Regions from separate parts of the Mus musculus genome. Here regions 2 and 3 are each linked to region 1. Evidence: chromatin contacts called from public Hi-C and HiChIP or PLAC-seq data. All regions are on one chromosome and are shown on one strand. The core of a region is the stretch at or near the end of the contact, and the rest is flanking DNA. Distances in the headings are between cores, read along the strand shown. Region 1 has its middle 27 kb from the start of Ugt2b35. Region 2 holds the start of Ugt2b36 (UDP glucuronosyltransferase 2 family, polypeptide B36). Region 3 holds the start of Ugt2b5 (UDP glucuronosyltransferase 2 family, polypeptide B5).

Evidence for each region. A called contact is a pair of places that touch in the nucleus more often than the background predicts. HiChIP or PLAC-seq counts read pairs in DNA pulled down with a chosen protein or histone mark.
Region 2: a contact with region 1 is called in an H3K4me3 HiChIP or PLAC-seq map of intestinal villus epithelium, with 12 read pairs. The contact joins the promoter of Ugt2b36 here to the enhancer-like site in region 1. A contact is called at or near these places in 4 of 484 Hi-C or Micro-C datasets (liver and nephron progenitors), 3 of 115 datasets of contacts at active chromatin or transcription factors (hepatocytes, intestinal villus epithelium and liver) and 2 of 9 other capture datasets (adipose tissue and liver).
Region 3: a contact with region 1 is called in a Hi-C map of liver, with 9 times the contacts expected there. The contact joins the promoter of Ugt2b5 here to the enhancer-like site in region 1. A contact is called at or near these places in 1 of 39 promoter capture datasets (liver), 8 of 484 Hi-C or Micro-C datasets (the AML12 cell line and liver), 5 of 115 datasets of contacts at active chromatin or transcription factors (hepatocytes, intestinal crypt epithelium, intestinal villus epithelium and 1 more) and 1 of 9 other capture datasets (liver).

Annotation. Positions count from the first base shown.
Region 1 is chr5:87,025,939-87,028,839 of GRCm38.p6, reverse strand. No RefSeq gene overlaps it. Among named protein-coding and RNA genes, the nearest start is that of Ugt2b35, 27 kb to the right of the region's middle. Within about 2 kb of position 1,314, at least 8 of the 459 cell types and tissues checked have an H3K27ac peak or open chromatin away from gene starts, as enhancers often do. A contact at or near this core is called in hepatocytes, intestinal villus epithelium and liver, where this site is marked.
Region 2 is chr5:87,091,145-87,094,238 of GRCm38.p6, reverse strand. It overlaps Ugt2b36 (UDP glucuronosyltransferase 2 family, polypeptide B36), which reads left to right and starts at 1,684. Exons shown (of 6, transcript NM_001029867.1): 1 at 1,684-2,438. The coding sequence starts at 1,715.
Region 3 is chr5:87,138,853-87,141,632 of GRCm38.p6, reverse strand. It overlaps Ugt2b5 (UDP glucuronosyltransferase 2 family, polypeptide B5), which reads left to right and starts at 1,293. Exons shown (of 6, transcript NM_009467.3): 1 at 1,293-2,050. The coding sequence starts at 1,327.

The DNA of each region.
Region 1 (2,901 bases), core at 65-2,564:
AGGAGTTATCGTTAACATTCATTCTTACCTTAGAAGATAAACACTTATGAGTGATGTTGTATGAGTATTATCTGGACATGCCAAAATTGATAGCTGATTTTGAAACTGGGCTTGAAAATGATTTTGTTACAACAGCCCATAATAGTCATGGCTTTGCATGCTTTGCAACATGTTGCAAAGAGTAAATGGACAATTGAACAAATTTTGGCATCATTATGATTTTGGACCTTTTCATTTAATTGCAAAGAATTTCCTTTCCTAGTAATACTAATAATACCCTGAATTCATATGGAAAATGCCCTTGCTATTTTTGCCAGGGTTAAAGATAAATAATTTACAGTGTCAACAAGGTATATGCAAATTCTAAGAATAACTCACTATTTCAGAGAGCAAATTCCATACCTTCAAAAATAATACACACCAATCAAAGAGCTTATGTAATAAGTAAATACCATCAAGATCTAGCATTTAAAAATGTGGTTACTAGGGCTGGTGAGATGGCTCAGTGGGTAAGAGCACCCGACTGCTCTTCCGAAGGTCCAGAGTTCAAATCCCAGCAACCACATGGTGGCTCACAACCATCCGTAACAAGATCTGACTCCCTCTTCTGGTGTGTCTGAAGACAGCTACAGTGTACTTACATATAATAATAAATAAATCTTAAAAAAAAAAAAAAAATGTGGTTACTAGAAAGGATGGAGAATGAGGGGGAGCATGGTAAATATATGAAGCAAGTAGTAGTCGTTAGCAATACTAATTTGTTTCTCTTCTTCGCAAAGGAAGGAGACTGTTGAGAAAGCGCCTCCATTAGATCCAGCTGTAAGGCATTTTCTCAATGTGTGATCAATGAGGGAGGGCCAAAACCATTGTGGGTGCTACCATACCTGGGCTGGTGGTCCTAAGTTCAACAAGAAAACAGGCTAAGCAAGCCAGGAAAATTAACACTCCTCCATACCTCTACACTGGCTCCTGCCCCCAGGTTCCTTCTGTTTGATTTCCTGTCCTAAATTCTTTTGTTGATAAAAAGCAATACACAAGCTTACACTGAATTAAACCCTTTCCTCCACAACTTGCCTTTCTGTTGTATTTTGTTGCAGCAAGGAAAACCTGAGACATTTACTAAATATAAGTTGCTTGCAGTTTTAATGCTAAATGTGAAGGCTTTTTGAGTACTGATGTTGGCAAATAGCAGTTCTCTATCAGCTTTCTCCAAGCTTGCACATTAGCATTGCCACATACTTGTTTGTGTCTGGAAATTGTGGTATTATCTTGAGCTGTATGAATCGTGGCCAACTTTGGACATCATGATCTTTAACCTTTCCTCTCGGATTGCTCAATCCCTACGTCCATGACATGACAATTTCTATGGTCCTTCTGTGTTGCCTTTAGCAATTACCTGATTGCAGCCTCTTGTTTTAAGTATTTGGCACCTCTAGATTGTCTTTAAATCCTGTGTTCAAAAGTTATCCCATGGATATCACACTCCCCTCCTGTCACACACATACCCCCACCACCTTTGTCATGAGATACTGTCTGTCCCTCCCCAGAACCTGTAGGGATAATGCATGCTCCCAGCCCCTCTACTTCCCTGTCATCCCACACCTTTTCCTCAAAGCAAGCTGGGCTGGGCCATGAGAGGTCAGGCATCAGGTGGGATCTGTGACCTTCCTCAACACTCATGGGGAGCCCAGATTCCCCTTCCTCTTAGGCATTTCCCAGCACCAGGCCCGGCTAAGACAAGGGCAGGACTCAAGAAGAGCCTGCCCCTCACTATGGCTGCTTGGGACCCCACAGGCCCAGAGGTCCCCTCCCACCAACCCCCCCAGTGCTTCCACATCTCCAAAAGTAGCTTCCTGTCCCTCTTTTCTGTCCCTGCACCTTGGGGCCGGGGTAAGTGAGGCCAAGAGGGACTGTCCACTCTACAAACTGATGAAATAAGACCAAAAGGCTTAGAGAAACTTTAGAACTGACCCTTTGTGACAGCCTCCATCATACCCCTCTTAGTCCCACCCTGATCTGCCTCTGTGGGTCCCCTCAGCCCAAGAGGTCATTCCAAGAGAGCAATGCTCCTGTGGACAGGTAAGGGTCTCAGGACAGGTTTCCAGTCTGGCAGAATTTGTGGGTGTGCGGACGTGCCTGCGGGCGTGCCTGCATAAGAGTGTTAGCTTATTTTTTTTGTTACTTTCTTTTTTAATTAATTAATTTATTTATTTTATTAGACATTTTCTTTATATACATTTCAAATGCTATCCTGAAAGTTCCCTATACACTCCCCCCGCCCTGCTCCCCTATCCACCCACTCCCACTTCTTGGCCCTGGCATTCCCCTGTACTGGGGCATATAAAGTTTGCAAGACCAAGGGGCCTCTCTTCCCAGTGATGGCCGACTAGGCCATGTTCTGCTACATATGCAGCTAGAGATATGAGCTCTGGGGGTACTGGTTAGTTCATATTGTTGTTCCACCTATAGGGTTGCAGACCCCTTCAGCTCCTTGGGTACTTTCTCTAGCTTCTCCATTGTTTGCTTCTAAAAACATGAAGATCAAGAGACAGAAAGACCAGGGTCAAAACCAGGGAGCAAGTTGGGAGACTGCTGTCCTTCTCCCATCAGACCCTAGGCAGGACTGTCAGCCCCCACCCCCTGTACATAACTTTTAGAAACATTTTTTTTTAGCCAAAGAAATATTGAAGTATGAGATTTCCTTTTATTTTTCAGAAAAAGAAATTTTAACTATTATAATCATTAGGTAAATAGATATATTTTGGTTTTACTCCTTGTGTTAAAGTTTCTATCTCTAATCAATATCCACACATCACATGCCCCATCCCAACACTTGAGAGCCACCGTCATCCTCTGTTTATTTTGCTTATTTATATATATAAGTGAGATTGGGAGGTACTG
Region 2 (3,094 bases), core at 435-2,934, 65 kb before region 1:
AGATGGCCTTTTTAACTATGTTAATCCTACCAGTTCATGAGCATGGGAGATCTTTACATTTTCTGAGGTCTTTAATTTCTTTTTTGAGAGACTTGAAGTTCTGGTTATACAGGTTATACAGGTCTCTCACTTATTTGGTTAGAGTTACCCCAAAATATTATATATTTCTGACTATTGTGAAGTGTGTCATTTTTTTTTATTTTCTTTCTCCACTCCATTTATCATTTGTAGAAATGAAAGGATACTGATTTGTTTGAGTTCATTTTAAATCCAGCCACTTAGCTTAAGTTTTCAGATTTAGAGTTTCCCTGGTAGAATTTTTGGAGTCACTTATGCATACTATAATATCATCTACAAATAATGATACGTTACCTTCTTCTTTTTCAAATTGTACCTCCTTGATCTCTTAGCTAGAGTTAGGAAGAGCCTTGTCTTGTCCATGATTATAGTGGGATTGCTTTAAGTATCTCTCCACTTTTAATTTGATATTGCCTGTTGTTTGCTGTATATTACTTTTATTATGTTTAGGTATGGACCTTGAATTCCTTATCTTTCCAATACTTTAACATGAAGGAGTGTTGTATTTTGTCAAAGGCGTTTTTAGCATCTAATGAGATGATCATGTGATTTTTTTTCTTTGAGTTTACCTATATAGTGGGTTACATTAAAATATTTGCATATATTGAACCAACATTGCATCCATGAGATGAAGTCTACTTGATCACTGTGAATGATGGTTTTGATACATTCCTTGGTTCAGTTTGCTAAAATTTTATTGGGCATTTTTGCATTGATATTAATAAGGAAAATTGGTTGGAAGTTTTCTTTCTTTGTTGTGTCTTTGTGTGGTTTAGATGTCAGCGTCAATATGGTATTTATTTGTTTCCTTTTTAAGTGCTTCTACCTATTTACCTGTGTTTTCCTGTTTTGTTTTGTTTTGTTTTTTGTTTTGTTTTTTGTTTTTTTAGGGGGGTATTTATATCCTCCTTGAAGGACTCGATTATGTTCATGAGATAGGATTTTAGGTCAGCATCCTAGTTTTCAGGTGTGTTGGGATATCCAGGTCTTGCTGTGATGGCAGAACTGGGTTCTAATGCTGCCAAAGTATGTTAGCTTTTGTTGCTTGTGGTCTTGTGCTTGCATATCACCATCTGGTTATCTCTGGTGTTAACTGGGTTAGGTTTCTCTGTCTGTAGTCTGTCTCATCTGTCCATGGGTTGCTACACATCTCCTGGGAGACCTGTGACTCTGACTGTAACAGGTATCCTGGGAGGACTTCAGCCTGTGGAATCTGTTGCCATAGGTGTAGCAGATCTCCTGGGAGGCCTTCAGACTGTGGGGACTTCACAGTAGCAGACAAGCTGATGATTTGTCATGGTGGAAGGCTCAGGCTAGGGGGCAGGTGGAGTTTGAGTGGAGGTGATGTGTTCTGAGTCTGCTGGGCTCCTCAGTGTCCCCAACTGCTGCAATTATTTGGGAGGGTCCCTTATCTGTTGCCCTGGATACAGGAGATCTCCTGGGAGGCCTTCAGACTCTGGGGTATTCAAAGGGGCAGATAAATTCATGATTTTCCACCAACACAGTAATGTTCATTTCCTTATCAGCTTTGAGCAATTCCAGTTATATTTTAACTTCTTGGCAAATGCTTCTTAGATAAAAGGTCAAGCAGTGACAGATGGATTACACTCTGAAGAGAAGAACATTGATTTTCAGAATGCTTTGGAAGTGGATTTCTGCTCTGCTGCTGCTGCAGATAAGTTGCTGCTTCAGATCTGCAAAGTGTGGGAAGGTGTTGGTATGGCCGGTGGACTACAGTCACTGGATGAATATAAAGATAATACTGGATGAACTTAAACAGAAGGGCCATGAAGTCACTGTTTTGAGACCTTCAACTTCCATTTTTCTTGATCCCAAAAAATCGCCTGGCCTTAAGTTTGAAACTTTTCCTACATCTTTCAGTAATGATGTCATGGAAATTATTTTTGCAAAGGCTGTGGAAAGATGGACTTATGAGGTTCCAAGAGATACATGTTTATCATATTCTCCTTTATTACAAAATATATTTGATGAATATTCTGATTACTGTTTAACTCTTTGCAAAGACACAGTTTCAAACAAACAGCTCATGGCAAAACTCCAGGAATCCAAGTTTGATGTCATTTTGTCAGATGCTATTGGTCCCTGTGGGGAGCTCATAGCTGAACTGCTCCAAATTCCTTTTCTATATAGTCTTCGCTTCTCTCCTGGCTACTATCTTGAAAAATACAGTGGAGGACTCCCTCTCCCTCCCTCTTATGTACCTGTAATTTTGTCAGGATTAAGTGGTCAAATGACATTCAAAGAGAGGGTAAAGAATATGATATGTATGCTTTATTTTGACTTTTGGTTCCAGACATTTAGGGAGAAGAAATGGGATCAGTTTTACAGCGAAACTTTGGGTAAGTTATGCTTCTCTTCACAGGCTTAATGTTCTAAGTTTCACATGCATGTTAGGATGCATTTCCATTAAGTGCAAAGTGAAGACTTTTACAGGTCGTCAAATGTAATTATATTAGCTATCAAACTCTCTGTAAAAGCTCGTATAATTGATCAAATAGAAGGTAGCAATCCTGATATAAGACATTCTGGTTACCTATAAGGTTACAAAGACATGCAGTTAGACAGTCTTTAAAAATATACCATACTTATGACTGTCTAAAAATACCTAGCCTCATAATTTTTGAAAATATTGTGATTGTTTTATAGAATAAGTACATTAAATGTGTTAGTAAGAAACAAGGTATGAAGCACTAACCAGAAATCCAGCCATTCATAAATTTCACATTTCTGTAGGCAAAAGAATAAAGATTAGCTACAAACTACCATGACCATGAGAATCATGGGCAAGGTACAAAGCATGTTGTGACATTTGTACCTAGATTATAAATTTATGTTTACACAGTGTCATTTGAAGATTTAGAGAGGAGTAAACTGTGTACTTTTACACAGTGGATTTTTCATTAACTATTTATGAGGAAATAATTAAATTAATGAGGAAACATAAGTTAAGTCCTTTAAAAACAAATCCAAACTTACATTTACATATCTTGTATGA
Region 3 (2,780 bases), core at 44-2,543, 110 kb before region 1:
TGAATCAACTAAGCAAGAGAAATAGGAGCTAACAGAGACTGAAGAAGCAAGCACAGTTAATATATAGGACCACAACAGGTTCTATTGAATATAGGTATTTGACAAATTATTTCTCAGAGGCACCTATAATAAAACAATACTTAAAGCACACAGATCCATTCACCAACTAATGCAAGGACAAGTTTGGAGCATTTATGTTACAGGATACCAAGGCTCCAGGAGACTTATTTTCCGTGAAACTTTTTTGCCTAAAGACTGCATCCAAGCTTTTGGGCCTGCCATGCAGTCTTCACCTGAGTGGGTGTGGCATTTCCACCCTTTATAATTTTTAGATGAAGTTTCAGAATGTCCCACCTCGATCTCAGAAGAACTCTAAAGATAAGTGGAAACACAATGATTACTGATAAAATAATGTCAATTATAATAGCAATCAAGATTATATACTGAACCCAATCTAAGGGATTTAATGCACTTAGATTATTTTTTAAATCGCTGGCCAATTTATCAATGTTCTAAGTATCCACATGACTTCTGTCTTTAATTGCACTAAAATATGTGGAATATCTGTATTTTTGTCTTTAATTTCTGTCTTTAATTGCTCTATAATATGTGAAATAACTGTGTTTTTCCACACTCCCTGCAAACAAGCCTTAGTCTTTCTCCAATTAATAGTTGCATTGTAGGGTAATGGAGTGACACAAATATATTGAAATGTAGCATGACATTTAGTAGCTAACCTAACCTTAATATTTGCTATAACCTGTCCCCATCTATTGTTAACATAGCATCATAGAGAACTGTAGCTAGCTTTCAAATATGTCTCTAAAAATGTCTAGAACCAGCCTTTTATATGAAGTCTGTTATTTCTAATATTGGATTGATTATTAGAACAGTCCATGACTGAGTTTGAATTATTGGTCACAGTAAAAGAAAGCGAAGAGTCATCATGAACTTCAACTATATAAATTAATGTGCTTTCAATGCCATATAGAGGAGAATTAAGAGACAAGCCATATTATGATGTCACTAGTTTTGTGAGACATTTTAGAATATTCTAATATCTTAGTACCATTAATAATTGAACAAGAGATCTTTATTTCTTGGCTAATTGAAAACATGCCATCATAAGAGACATGGATCACTCTCATGTAAAAAGGGAATAATTAAAATCGCTCTTTGCTTTTTTGTCTCTTTCACCACAGTAATGATCATATAAGATTGGGCAATGCAAGTTATAGTTTAACCTCTGGGCTGAAGCTTCTTGGATAAAAGGTCAAGCAGTGACAGAAGCAAATGGACTGTGAGAGAAGGATTTTGATTTTCAAGATGCCTGGAAAGTGGATTTCTGCTCTGCTGCTGCTGCAGATAAGTTGCTGCTTCAGATCTGTGAAATGTGGGAAAGTGTTGGTGTGGCCGATGGAATTCAGTCATTGGATGAACATAAAAATAATACTGGATGAACTGGTACAGAGAGGCCATGAAGTCACTGTTCTGAGACCTTCAGCTTACTATGTTCTTGATCCCAAAAAATCACCTGGCCTTAAGTTTGAAACTTTTCCTACATCTGTCAGTAAAGACAATCTGGAAAATTTTTTCATTAAGTTTGTGGATGTGTGGACTTATGAAATGCCAAGGGATACATGTTTGTCATATTCTCCTTTACTGCAAAATATGATTGATGAATTTTCTGATTATTTTCTAAGTCTTTGTAAAGATGTTGTTTCAAACAAAGAGCTCATGACAAAGCTACAGGAATCCAAGTTTGATGTCCTTTTGTCAGATCCTGTTGCTTCCTGTGGGGAGCTCATAGCTGAACTGCTCCAGATTCCTTTTCTGTACAGTATCCGCTTCTCTCCAGGCTACCAAATTGAAAAGTCCAGCGGGAGATTTCTACTCCCTCCCTCTTATGTACCTGTAATTCTGTCAGGATTAGGTGGACAAATGACATTCATAGAGAGGATAAAAAATATGATATGCATGCTTTATTTTGACTTTTGGTTCCAGATGTTTAATGATAAGAAATGGGACTCATTTTACAGTGAGTATTTGGGTAAGTTAAATTTTTTTTTTCTAAGTAGCTTGAAAACCTAAGTTTCACAAGTGTGTAAATCTTTATGTCCATGAAATGCAAAATGTAGTAGTCTTTTATAGGTGATCAAATGTATAATGATATAAGCTATCAAACTCACAAACTCTTATAAATGTTCATATATTTGATCAAACAGGAGAAGGTATCAGTATCAGTCCTGATAGAAGACATTTTGGTTAGCTATGCAATTACATAGAGATGAAATTAGATGGTCCCTAAGTGATTCTTTACTCATTTGCTGAAAAGATTTCCTCTATTTTAATAATTCCCTAAGCAGTTACCAATTAACCTTGATTAATGGAGATTCAAGAATGACCTAGTTTATACATATATATAAAACATTGAAGAAGTTATTTTCTCTTGCCTAGGCCAGTCAGTGTTTTTATTTAAAATGAAAATGTAGGGCCACAAGTCATGGCCAAAGGGTTAGGATTGTTTCTGTACAGTTTTAGTACCAGAGCTCTCTTCCTGCCACTACTCATGCACAGTGGCTCAAAATTGCCTGAAACTTCAGCTTCAAGGAAACTGCTTCCCTTTATCATATCCGCAGGCACTGGCATAAACTTAACATATACTCATGCACATACACATACATAAAGGTGAAAAGATTAAAACGTAAAATATTCTCTTTGTATATCATTAAAAAATCCCCCTCATCTTGAAAACTATTACGTTGTTTCCGAAGCTTAAA